Regions from separate parts of the Gossypium hirsutum genome. Here region 1 is linked to region 2. Evidence: chromatin contacts called from public Hi-C data. All regions are on one chromosome and are shown on one strand. Each heading gives the region's core, a stretch centred on a gene start, on an enhancer-like site or on the middle of the called end of the contact. The rest is flanking DNA. Distances are from core to core; before and after follow the strand shown. Region 1 holds the start of LOC107920785 (probable protein arginine N-methyltransferase 6). Region 2 holds the start of LOC107919552 (transcription elongation factor SPT4 homolog 1).

Region 1 (6,354 bases), core at 1,202-3,701, 130 kb after region 2:
ATTAATACCAAAAACAAAATGAACTCAGTTAAGAACAATTACGTATGAAGAGAAAGAACAAGAAAGAAAGAAAAAGACCTTGATCATTTCTTCGTGGATACCGATGTGGGCGTAAGCCTCAAAGTAGGCCACGTCGAAGTCCGTACAAGCGGGAGGAGGTGATTTCAGGTCTTGCTGATCGTCGCTGGCGTCCTTCTGCTGGGGGTGCTGGGATTCAGAAGCCCTAAACACTTCACGTGACCTACGACCTCCCCTCCTCCCACGACTTCCCCCTCGCCTCCCTCCCGAGGTCTGCTGCTGGCGAGGGACATTGCCGACTCCTGTGCTCCCAGACATGTTTTGCCAGTCGCCGGAGAGCAGCAATTGACGGGCAATGTGAGGAGGGAGAAAACTGCAACGTTTTTCCTTGTCAAGAACCCAAAGAGGAAAAGCTGGTTTGCGTTACTGTTTGTTAAATGAAAACCGAATGGCGGTTAAGGTTTTGGGGTTTTGCGGTGCGGTTACAACAGCTTATAATCCTTATATAAGGGCAAGGGTTGAGGGGCTCGTGGCTACCCGCCCGGTCAGCCCAACTGGTGGACCTTAGCTTTATATTTCTCAAACCGAATTGGTTTCATCCGTCTATTTTATTGTTTAAAAATAATGGAAAATATAGAAATAGCTTATGTCGAAACCATTTTTATTTTGAAAAATGGGGTGAAGTTTTAAAACGAAAATAGAGTCGTCACTAATCTTTTTTTCGAGGTGAGATCGAATCACCTTGAAATTAATCATTTTAATAAAACATTTTGATTTATTAAAATAATGATTTTGGTCTATAAAATTCGAGAAAATGAGCTCGGGAGTCGGTTACGCACGAGAAAGAATTAGCACCCTCGTAACGCCCAAAAATTGGTACCTAATTGATTAATTAATGTCTCAAAGTCGAATGTCGAAAATTTGAAAAGTTTAGAAACGATTCCCCTTTTTATTAATGTCATATTTTAAAACAATGCTTGGATAGATTTGAACGAATGTAAAAGGATTTCTCATCTCGAGGCAATAAGATGTTGTATCACGTAAGTTAGGATGCAACGTTTGAATTTCCGAGCATAAGCTAACCTTTTAAAAATCTTTATTGAAACTTTGTGCATTTGAAAACTAAAATGTTTAGTCGTTTTAGTTCGATGAGAAAATCGAAACCCCGTAAGTTAGAGCACGATTTCTCATCGTTCCAAAGACAACATATTGGATCAAAGCGAAGGTTTAATGCAATATTAACAATGATATAAATTTGATTTATTCGAAATGAAAAGAAATGAAATAATCAAATTTTGGCAAATAAATCGGAAATTTTAACTATGATGTAATGTTCTCATTTAATAATTTGTTTAAAACAACTAATAAACACAATATACAAAAATATTTAAGCAAATGAAGTATGAAGAAAAATTAGAATATACATTATATAGAAAAATAATAATAATAAAAAAGTAATATGTATAATTCAAAATAAATAGTATGTATATGGATGAAGTTTAAAACAATACATGAATTAAAACAAATAATATATATGAATTTACAATTTAATACAAATAATATCTACAATTTGAAATGAATTGGATAATTTACAATAAATAATATATAATAAATTTGAAATAATAATACATATAAAATTTAAAAATTTTGATGATAATTCTAGAATAATCATACGTGATAAATCCAAAAGAACAGTATATAATAAATTTAAAAATATTAATGATAAATTTGAAATAGATATACATGATAAATTTAAAATAATGTTACAATGAATTTAAAATAATAATATTGATAAATTACAAATAATAAAACGTGATAAATCTAAAATAATAATATACAATAAAATAACTTAGATAATATTGGTGATAAATTTAATAATAATAAGTTTAAACATTCAAATCATATCCAATTTAAAATTTAAAAAACATAATAATCAATACTTAAATAAATAAAACACAAGCAAATTAAATCAAACTAGTGAGGATTAAATTGAATTTAAAACAGAATTACAAGGAAAAAATGAGAATAAAACAAAATTGAGGGCCAAAATATGGAAAAAAATAGATAGTATAAAAAATAAATTACAATTGATAATATATGGAAAAATATTTAAAGCAAATAATCAAATAATTTAAAATGGATGATTTATAACACGAGTTTTTAAAAAATAAACATGTGTGACATAATATTAAAAACAAATAAAGTATATACTTAATGGAAAAAAAAAAGAACGATAAGAATGGTTAAATGAATGAACAATATGAAGATTCAACGAAATTTCCTCCACCAAAATCCAACTCTAATGAAAGCAACTTAAAAAGAAACGAAGATGAACGAAGAACAAAATAAGAACAAGCCACAGAAAATAAGAATGCAAGAGAGGGAGAAATTTGAGTGAATGCTCTTAAGAATTATTATTGCTCCAAACTCCAGTGTTCTACAATGAAGGGAGATGCCTCTATTTATAGTTGAGCCTCCCCAAATCCGACGGTATAGATCAATTACATCAACGGCTAAGATTAAATCTCTAAGATTACAAAATCTTATCTTCTACGATTGCATATCATATCTAAGATTGCATATCCTTGAAGATTATGTTTCCATATGTGTCAAGCTTGTAGATAGACCTTCAACCTTTTCAAATAATGAGTCATTCCGATCGGGCCAAATGATATAATTTTGGACTGGACTTGGACTTTGTTTTATTATTTTGGGTTTATTATTTTTTTGTGAGCCCGGGCTAAATTGGCCTATTACAGCTTATATTAATATTTTATATTTATAATTAAATTTAAATAAAAATATCTTTATTATCTTTTATAGTGAAACAAATCATTTAGACATGTTTGAATTAGTTGGGCTTGAGTTCAGATTTTTTAGAATTAGAACTCAATTCAATTCAACTCATAAATACTTTTTGCGCGTAGGGTTTTAATTTTTTATGTACTTCAAATTATTAATTTACATACCTAGTCCCTCTACTATATCTCATTTATGATTTTAATCTTTTAAATAGTACTTTAGTTCAGCTCAACTTATAAACACCTACCTTTAGGCGAAGGTTTCAACCTTTTGTGTACTTTGAATTATTAATTTATGTACATAATCCCTCCACTATACCTATAATTTATGACTTTGATATTTTCAATAGTCCCCTAGTTAAACAACAAAAGTTAGTGTTTTGTTGAGTCAATCTGGACTGAGTCTATTCGAATTTTAAAATTTTAGAGTCATTTCAACTCGAGTATATTCATTTGAGGTAATTTTCAAGTTAAGTCATTATGAGTTTAGATATTTTATGTGCAAATAATTTCATATTAAGTTATTTTCGAATTTAGATGAATTCAAATTCAAGTTGGTTTTTAATCAATAATTTTACACCTTTGAAAACCATTTCTTTGAGTCCAATTAAAAAACCATTTGATTATAATGTGGTGGTGGATAGGTAAAATCTTCTTGACAACCAGAACAATAATAAATTATGAAATACATGAGTTGTTTTCATGTGGTTGAATAAACAAATAAATGGAATGAAATTATTTTACGACTTTGAATCTGCACATTTTGAGTTTCCATACCAGATGGCAACTATGTTGCTTTTATATGGACCCTGCATTTTGACATACACATATGTCAAATGGATCATCAAAATTTTAGACTTGAAAAAACTTTAATGCATTAAAAACATCAGTCTACTGTAATTAACAAATGTATGCCAGAAAGATGAAATTCCAAGGACCAGCTTCAATGGTGAAACCACCTTTCGAACAAGCTAAGGCCCTTAACCTGCAATGAGGAAATAGTAATCTGAAGTAGCAGATGGATAGAATAAAAACTCGAAAATGGTCGGCATTGAATGATGGAGTACAAGAACTCACCATGGGTATCGGTAAGAAAGTTTATGAAGCATAAACAATTGCTAGAAAAGAATTTGAATTCTATTGCTGCCTTTTGTCTCCTGCAACATTATATGAAAGCAGCTCGGTTTATGCAAAAAAAGATGAAATAGATGCAAGCAACTTAGAGATGGTTCCTCTTACCACTCATGAAATTAGCAATTAGCGGAACTCGTCATGGTATTCATAGTCATCTTCACTATCATTGAAGATGGCATTGTAAAATACATACGGGTTGTCAATCATCTCAACTAAGCTTAAGCGACCGTCTTTATTCAAATCTGCCTGTAATTAAATTAACAAAAATGTTCAATAACAGAGCTTTCTTTTTCTGTTTGGCACAAATAAACTTCATTCGTCCAAAAGGAGGGGTAGCAACCTCTATGTCAAGCCTTGGTCAAGAACGAAGTGAAACTCAAAATTTTCATTCCATTGTCAAAACCTTTGCAGCAACTATGACTCACAAGAAAATTATTCCTTATACAGGAACATTTAATCTAAAACAAACTAACATCGTATTTGCTGAATAAAATGGAACACTAGAGAAATCATGCATACGTACATGCATAGCAATGTTCAACCATCTGGTGCGTAAATACCTGCGACATGATGTAATCTGCTTGTTGTTTAGCATAGTACTGCTCTGATGGATGAAGTTTCCCAATTATTGGTAGTAACTCTTCATCTGACAATAATCTGTTAATGATAACCACAGGAAATGTATTTAACCATCCAAAAGAATAAGTTTCCATTCCAAACATATACCGAACATCAAATGTTCATACAAGCACCTGTCACCATCTTTATCAAGTTGGCTAAACATCTGTTTAGCTGGGGTCTCGGCATCCATTGAGTAATCAAATGGATGAAAAGAGTTATGACCTTCTTCATCATGGGTTATTACCAAGTCAAATACACCATGAAAAAATTCATCAAAGTTAACCTTCCCATCTTTGTCTGCATCTCTTTCCCTAAGGGAGAAAAAGAAAAAAAGGGGCAAAAGTCATAGTGATTGAAAGGCAATAATAGAAGGAAAAAGAAAAAGGTCAAATGAAAAACGGGATAACATGTAAAACAGGGAAAGGGAAAAGGAAAAGGAATAAAACTCAGGTCACCTTACTTCCTTTTTGCATAACCATTGAAGCAGCTTTGGGTTTTTACTGTCAGCTGGGTGCATAAAGCTGGGAAAGAACCAAGCAGAAAAATTAGGAGAGATAGCAATAGCAGCAATTGAAAATACCCTTTTCACTGGAAGTATATTAGTAGGAACTTTCTGTATAAGTTGGAACTTACTCATTGAACTCGGTTAAATTCAATACATGATCGCCATCGGCATCTGATGCATAAAAATGTTCTTCTGTCCACCAGCCCATATCATGACCAAAAGATGCGTAGTCTAGACAAAAGAAGCACAAATAAGTTACCACCTCTAAAATTACTGCTTGGCAAATTAAACAGAAATCAATTACAATATCCAAGTTTTGTACTACAAATCTATATTGATCATTATTGAAAGCAAGATAAGATCCATAAATAGCATAGACTTGTTATAATGGTTTACTCTATGTCTCTATCAAAGGGAACATGGTAAGTACTGACTCGTCCCTCATGGCAGGAAAGAACAGATCATGCATGTCTGTTGTTTTGTTTTAGTGTCATTAATCACTATAACTCTCAAAAGTTTTGAGAATCACTTCAAAAAGTGACTTCACGGATTCGTCAAAAGTATCTACAGATCAGTATAAATCCATCTATCAAACAACTGCAGCCACCTAAGAACTTAGCTTAAAAGGAAAAAAAGGAAAGCAAACACAAAGGACTAGTTTTACAACATGATCTATAATTTAGTAGCATAATGGTAGAGTATAGACCACAGACCATTCATCACCCAACTGGGAGCTTCGTACTCTGCATACGAAACTAACCCATCATTGTTTTTGTCATGAATTTCCATCTCCCTCAAACTCCTGAACCACTCTTCTTTCATAGCCTGCTGCAAATTCCACTCAATCAATTCATTCTCAGTCACAAAACCATCTGCCGGATCGACATCAATCTTGGGAAACAGCAACACTAACCTGTTCATTACATTAAACCTCCACTCTATCAACATCTACCAAAATTTTAATGCCAACATGCGTCAACAAGAATACAAATATAGGTGCAAGGTTTATGTAAACTGCATCATGAAGCAAAGACATAACCCATAACATCAATTTATATTTCCAACCAAATCATCACAATATACTCATTCTAAAAAGCATTCACAAAGGACTTAAGCATACTCACATCTCAATGCTTATAATAATGAAGAGACCTAACAAGCTTTCTATAAAGCACATGAGGAATAACAAATATATATATATAACCATTAGTAAATAAAATAGGATTCATCATTACCAAGAATAGTTATGAATATATTTGTTACACAAATTCACAC
Region 2 (6,625 bases), core at 1,621-4,120:
TAATTTTACAATAAATAAAAATTTAAAAAACTATATTTTAAAAACTTAGAATAGGGTAGTTTTAAAATAATATAAGTCAAATTTCAAACTTTGACTTCTTATTAATTTAAATTTATAATAGATAATTTCTTTTTTTAAAAAGAGAGTATATTTTGAAAGCTAGATAGTAGTAGTTTTAAAATATACTGAGAAAATTTTGTCAATTAGAATATTTAAAATTATAAAAATTAATATTGAAACAATTTGACCCAAAAAAATTCAATTATGGCAACTTAAATTAATTGTGCTTTTGCATATGATAAACTCCATTTTTAAAATGTTCTAAAATTTTTAAATTGACGTAGTCATCATACATTTTTTGAGAAAAGAGCAAGCCTTAAAAGTGATATCATTAAGAGAAACAACTACGAGTCTTAAAAAATTTAATCTCCATAGACCGTAAAACAAACAATAAACAGATGAATTTATGAAACAAACGGAATTCAAATATCCTAATTTGCAGTTGTGGACAACAAAGTAATAGCCAGATTTATAGAAGCCTTTTTTGACACCAAGAACCAAATTCCATGCAAAATGTTTCTTGTGGATGACTAGTATGTTTACCAAGTTGTCAAAATCCCACAAGTTGGTGCAATTCACTGTGTTACCATTCTCCTCCATCACTACTAACAATATGCAGTTTTCCACCCTTACAATGTTATTGAGGCTCTCCGTTACACCCGTTTCGGTGCCACATACTGCACATGAACTTCTTCGCATAAAGCCTGTAGGAAAACTAAACGATCGATGTAGGAAGCTAATGCTTTCGGAAACCACCAAAGAAGACCGAAAGTCGAAACTTTAATCAACAAACACAAACTTTGATACAAAGGAGTTGCATGTAGATATATTATTGTTATACAAGCCATTTTCCAGTACCAAAATCATCAAATTTAACATAGCATGGCTTCAATATAATATTGAACAGGAAAAGCAAATGGATATTTGCCATAACAAAAGATCGAGTTAGATTTGAACTTATTCCTAAGTATGCCACTGCCGTTCACAAAAACAACTCGGCAACTGAATATTATCATCATAGACCTAAGATTACCAAGGCATCAATGTCTACCATAGTGAAAGAAAGAAATGCACTACCTACCTGACATGATATACCCAAAGCAAATAAAACAAACTAATGAACTGCACACAAGATGAGAAACCATGCCTGCAAGTATGCCACTGCAGCTCCCAAAATACGACACGCTAATAATGGAGAGAGGAAACTAAATATTATCATCATAGACCCAATGCTAAAAGATAGTTGCATAAAGCACAAAGGCAGCAATGTCTACCATAAAGAAATTAATGAACCATACAGCATGATATACCCAAAGGAAATAAAAGAATTTAATGAACTGAGCAGCCATACCTGCAAGTCCTCTGGAAGTGCCTCTGAAACTGCAAGAGTGTAACAACCAGGGACAAATCTTCCTGGAAAGGATTTAAAATTATATAAGAATTGGATATAATGGAATACTGTATGCATGTAATTTCGAAAAGCATCAAAATTCTAGTGCCTTATGAAGTCTAGAAGCATTACTAGAGAGTTCATTAATTCAACAATCTTCATAGAGAACAGGCTTCAAAATTCAAATCTAACATTTATGCGAGATTGTATACGGCAAATAAAAGAAGTATATTAAGCTGACAGCAAGAGAGCATCACAACTAGATGACCCAAACTTGAAAACTCAACCTGATCAATTTATATAAAATGTCAATATCCTAGATCCGTCCAATCCAACCCAAATTGATACGAACCCGGAACTGATCCAAACAAATTGCTTAATATGGTCTAAACCCAAACAAACAAAAACCAAAATGATGCATACCCATGACTCAAAAATCAAAATGACCCACATTCTAAATGATAAGACTTGAAATTGACCCAAATCCAAAATAATTAGGCAGACTCGACCCGAAATGACACTACAAATTTTAAAATCTAAATTAACCTTTCTCAAAACCGATCCTTTCCGCCAACTTGACAGGTCTAATCACCACAAATTTCTAAATCATATTCTCCATTCTACACTCAAAGAAGTACGGTAAACTTCGAAACAATTCCTATAATAATTGTCCACAGCGACAATAAACAGAAAACTTTGAAAAGAAAAAGGGTTGAGCATATTACCAACTCGCAGCCAACGAGCAGCCCAACTTCTAGCCGGGTCCATCACAGATATCATACTAAGAAACCAATCAACAGAAAATATTTCAAACAATGCTAAAAGAGACAAGAAAGTTACGTTTAATGCAAATGTTTTTGTTTCTAAAAAAATAAAATGGAAAGATAACCCATTGAAATTCGGAGTAGTGCAATCTACGACGCGCTCATTATCTCCATCCATCTTAAAGAATGGGCAGTTCTCGCATCCTGATTCTCTGAACTGTGAAGTTAAAACCAAAGAAACAGTAATTAAAACTCCATAGATATGAAGCGTTTTGAAAGCGAGAAAAAAAACCATGATTGAATACGGAATAACAAAAAGAACCTGATCATATGTTTTGACGAGACGGCAACGAAGGCAAGCCCTGAGCTCGTGTCCGAAGCTCGTCGGTATTTGCGCCGGCGCGGTCCCCATTGCTGTTTCCGATTGTATTCTTAAGGGATTTCCGTGTTTAAGTTTTTAGCAGCCGAAAATAATTAAACAGAACAAAGCATGCAATGGATGCGAGGGCCAGGAACTGAATTTAGTAGATCAAAATCTCAATATCAGATTCTGTTAAATTAAGGGCTCAAAATCACTTGGTAAATTATTCTTTTACTTTAAAGGTGGGGGAAAACGGAATTGAAAATTACAGCTTTGAGTTTTTCCAAAAATAAAAATTTAGTTATATTTCATTAAAATTCTACCTTTTTTTATTTATCTAGTATAAACGTTTTGAGTAACAAAAAAAAGTTCACAATGGGGAAATTTTAAAATTTCTTTAAATTTCTAGACAAAGTTATAAATAAATAAAAAAATTTAGAAATCTTCTTAAATAATTTCTTCAAAAAATTTTCTTTTTACAACTTTTTCTTAATTCAAGTCTATAAAAAATAATTACCTACGACTCTTTTAATACAGAGAGACTTTAGAGAGTTCAATTAATATTAAACTTAATCATTTTAATATTAAATTCATATAATACTTATCTAGAGAAGTATTATTTTAAATTTATTAAAATAATACCATTTTTGGAATAATTAATATGAATTTAAGCTATTTAGTATAGCCGCAGTAGGAGTGTAATTTTTTCACTACTTAATTGTCGAAGAATCATCGCCGCCGACCATCAGAATGCCGCTATTGTAGCCGTTGGTACCACCGTGCTCAGTGATGCAAGTGCGACACCTTTGCGGCACTCCAAGCCGATTCGGCTGCTTCCGATTCTATTTAGGCCAGTGAAGGCTTGATCGGTCTAGTCCAGCCACCAGTTAGACCATCGATTCGGTTTCACATACCAGACCCAGTTCGACCAGTTTTGGGTCTCGGTCTCAATTTTTGGTTTTCGGTTCTAATTTTAAATCTCAAATTTAATTTTCAAGTTCAATTACCCATTGAGCCAATTGTTTGACTTGAAAATTAAATTTTTAAAATATTATATTTATTTTAATTAATTTGATTAATTTAATTTTTCTTGATCAAAATTAATTTTCTAAAAAATACTAAGATTTTTCAAAATTAATTTTTCAAGAAAATTCTTTAACCAAATTCTATAGTTGAATAATTCTCACGACCGAGTTTTTGTTCTGATTCAAATGTAGTCCGATCAAGTTTTTGTTGAGCTAGCGAATGGACCAATTGAACATATACAGCTAGGCTCTAGTAATTGCAATTTTGTTCAGAAGAATCGTTCTGATAATTCGCAATTTACTTAATCATGGAGTCAGAGAATCCACAACATATGTTGGATCTCAAGCCATCGAATTAATCCCCGATCACAACACCCATTTGTTTATACAAGCTAATATATTTGGGCTTCTAACACTAGCTTAGTACGATGTTGCTAACATTAACTTCAGAAAATTCACAACATATGTTGAATTTTAAGCCATCATATTAATCCTTGATCACAACACCTATTTTTCTTTTTGGAACTTTAATGGAACACCATTCGTGTCCTAATCATTTTTTTAAGTTCACACAGCTTATTATCCAATTCATACCAATTCAACTTTGTAGCTTTATACAAACTTTTCATATTTCAAATGGCAATTCATATACATTTTAACCCATATAATATGACAAATTTTCATCCATTTGAGATCACGTATCTATTCATATTTATCATATATTTCATGTTCATTCAATTTAGTTCCTTTGATGCCAACAACAATATATATACTTAGCAATTCAAACTAAAAAACAAAACAATGCAGTACAATACAGTACAATACAAATATAACATAACATAAATTAACAAAGTAAATCCAATATGAATTTACATGAGAAAACAACAACAAATAAACTATCTCTCATTTCCTTTAATTATCTTCCTATTGATTTTAGTCCCAAACTAATTTTCGCTCAAAATTAAAGCTTCTATACCCCATTTTCTTTTCTTTTGTTTCGTATGTCGAAGAAAATGAATGAGAATGCTTTTGTTTTACTTTTATCTATACTTTAGTAGTTTTTAAATAAATTTTATTAATTAGTTAATTTTTGTGATTAAACTAATATTAAAAAATACTTAACAAATTTGGTGACCACCTTTAACATAATTTGAAGGGTACAATTGCTCAATTGGTCCTTCAATTAATTAAAAATACAAAGCAGATAACTTTTACCACTTTTATTATTTAGTTCTTATACCTTAATTAGTCACTAATTCGGAAAAATTACCTATATAAAATTCAATTCACTTATATAATAACTTCGTAAATATTTACGAGCTCGGTTTAAGGAAACAAGGTCCCGATACCTTATTTTCCAACACCATTAGTTTTAGGGTCAAAATGCTTGTACTTTAATTAACTATTTAATTAACAAACTCATCAGATCAAAATTTAATATAATACCATAATTAACTCGTAAATATTAATTAATATTTACATACTCGATCAACGGAGAACGGGGTTCCAAAACTACCGTTTTTGACACCATTGAAAATCTGGTTGTTACATCAAGAATATATTTGATAGCATTTACTCAAAGGCCTTGTGTGCATTTCTTTCTTATGGCTTTTTTAGTTCTTTCGTTGTTCATTCGCTTTAAATTTGCTTCCGCTTTATTTTGGTGCCTTAGAGAATTTCTGAAAGAATTCTCATATTTCGAGAGTTAGGCTGGTTTACTTAGGCGGATTTGAAACAAAGAAATTGCCTAAGGTCGCGCGGTTTGCTAGACTTTAGTTCTAGCCCTATGATAGTTGGTATCAGTGCTAAGGTTCGAAGGCGCTGGTTGAGATGAAAAAAGAAGTTGATAATCAGGTTGAGCCTAGGGAGACTTGTGGTGAGGGCATGAAAGCTAGTCGATCGAGGGATATGCTATCAGCTTTGGATGGCAGGGTTGCCAAACTCAAGGGTTCCATGAGTGATGTGAAGGAGACTCTTGAGGAAGTTTAGGGACACACCACAGAGCTGAAATCAAGGAAAGATCTACTCAAGGACAAGTGGCAAAAGCCTTCAGTGCTAATTGGATGTGATGCAAGGGGTTCTCAATACTGCTATGGGTGAGCTAAGTGAGAAGGATGATGCTCTCGTAGCCATGGTAACGGTCTTGAAAGAACAGATTGATGAGCTCAAGGGGGAGATCATTATCTGCATAGTTTCTTTGGTTAATGGAGCAACACATCCATGCCAAAGGCATCGTCGATGATGCTACTAAGGTAAATATTGTTACTATGTATTTTACTGGTGTTGCTTTGTTATGGTGACATTGTAGGTCTACAGATGAGAAATGAGACGGAGCTAACTTTAGGATTTGGGAGGAGTTCTAGAGTGAATTCAAGGGGAAGATTTATCTAGCATATGCCGAGGATGAGGTTCAGGCTAAGTTGCATTGGTTTATACGACATGGCACATTTAGGGAGTATGTGCAAGAGTTCATTGAACTCATGTTCCAAATTTCTGATCTAGGTGAGAAATAGACCTTCTTCTCTTTCATGGATGGGTTGAAGCTGTGGGCAAATCAAGAATTAAAGTGTCAAAAAGTCTAGGAACTTACCAAATCCATGACTATAGTAGAGTCACTTATGGAGTTTTGTGGTAAAAAAAAGGTAAAAAAGTCTGAGTCTTTCAAGTCCAATTCCAAACCAAATGATGGGGTAGGCAAAGACAAGTTTACCAAGAATTGTAACACCTTATACCCGATCCGGTCACTTGACCTGAGCTATAAGGTATTACAACTGTAAAACATTAACATTACTCACTATCTCGACATAAATGATCAAACAATTCATAACATAATATAATTACAACCATTTGATGATTATCAATAATAATTGAGCTTTAATCGAGTATAAGAAGCTATTAAAATAACCCGGGAACAAATCTAGACTAATTTGAAACTTTTACAAAAATTCAGGTAAAATTTAAAAATAGAGGTCACACGATCGTGTGACAAGGTGGAGACCGTGTGGTCCAAATACATGGTCGTGTG

Evidence for each region. Hi-C and Micro-C count contacts between places; a contact is called where the count stands out from the background.
Region 1: a contact with region 2 is called in a Hi-C map of leaf, with 2.1 times the contacts expected there. The contact joins the promoter of LOC107920785 here to the promoter of LOC107919552 in region 2. A contact is called at or near these places in 10 of 34 Hi-C or Micro-C datasets (hypocotyl, leaf and petal).

Annotation. Positions count from the first base shown.
Region 1 is chrD13:8,613,132-8,619,485 of Gossypium_hirsutum_v2.1, forward strand. It overlaps LOC107920785 (probable protein arginine N-methyltransferase 6), which reads right to left and starts at 2,452. Exons shown (of 13, transcript XM_016850631.2): 1 at 79-2,452. The coding sequence starts at 336. It overlaps LOC107918694 (calumenin-A), which reads right to left. Exons shown (of 9, transcript XR_005923634.1): 2 at 5,793-5,992; 3 at 5,208-5,310; 4 at 5,030-5,095; 5 at 4,706-4,885; 6 at 4,477-4,610; 7 at 4,059-4,199; 8 at 3,897-3,976; 9 at 3,528-3,804.
Region 2 is chrD13:8,484,450-8,491,074 of Gossypium_hirsutum_v2.1, forward strand. It overlaps LOC107919552 (transcription elongation factor SPT4 homolog 1), which reads right to left and starts at 2,871. Exons shown (of 5, transcript XM_041110184.1): 1 at 2,537-2,871; 2 at 2,340-2,431; 3 at 2,176-2,231; 4 at 1,412-1,473; 5 at 414-775. The coding sequence starts at 2,626. The coding sequence ends at 698.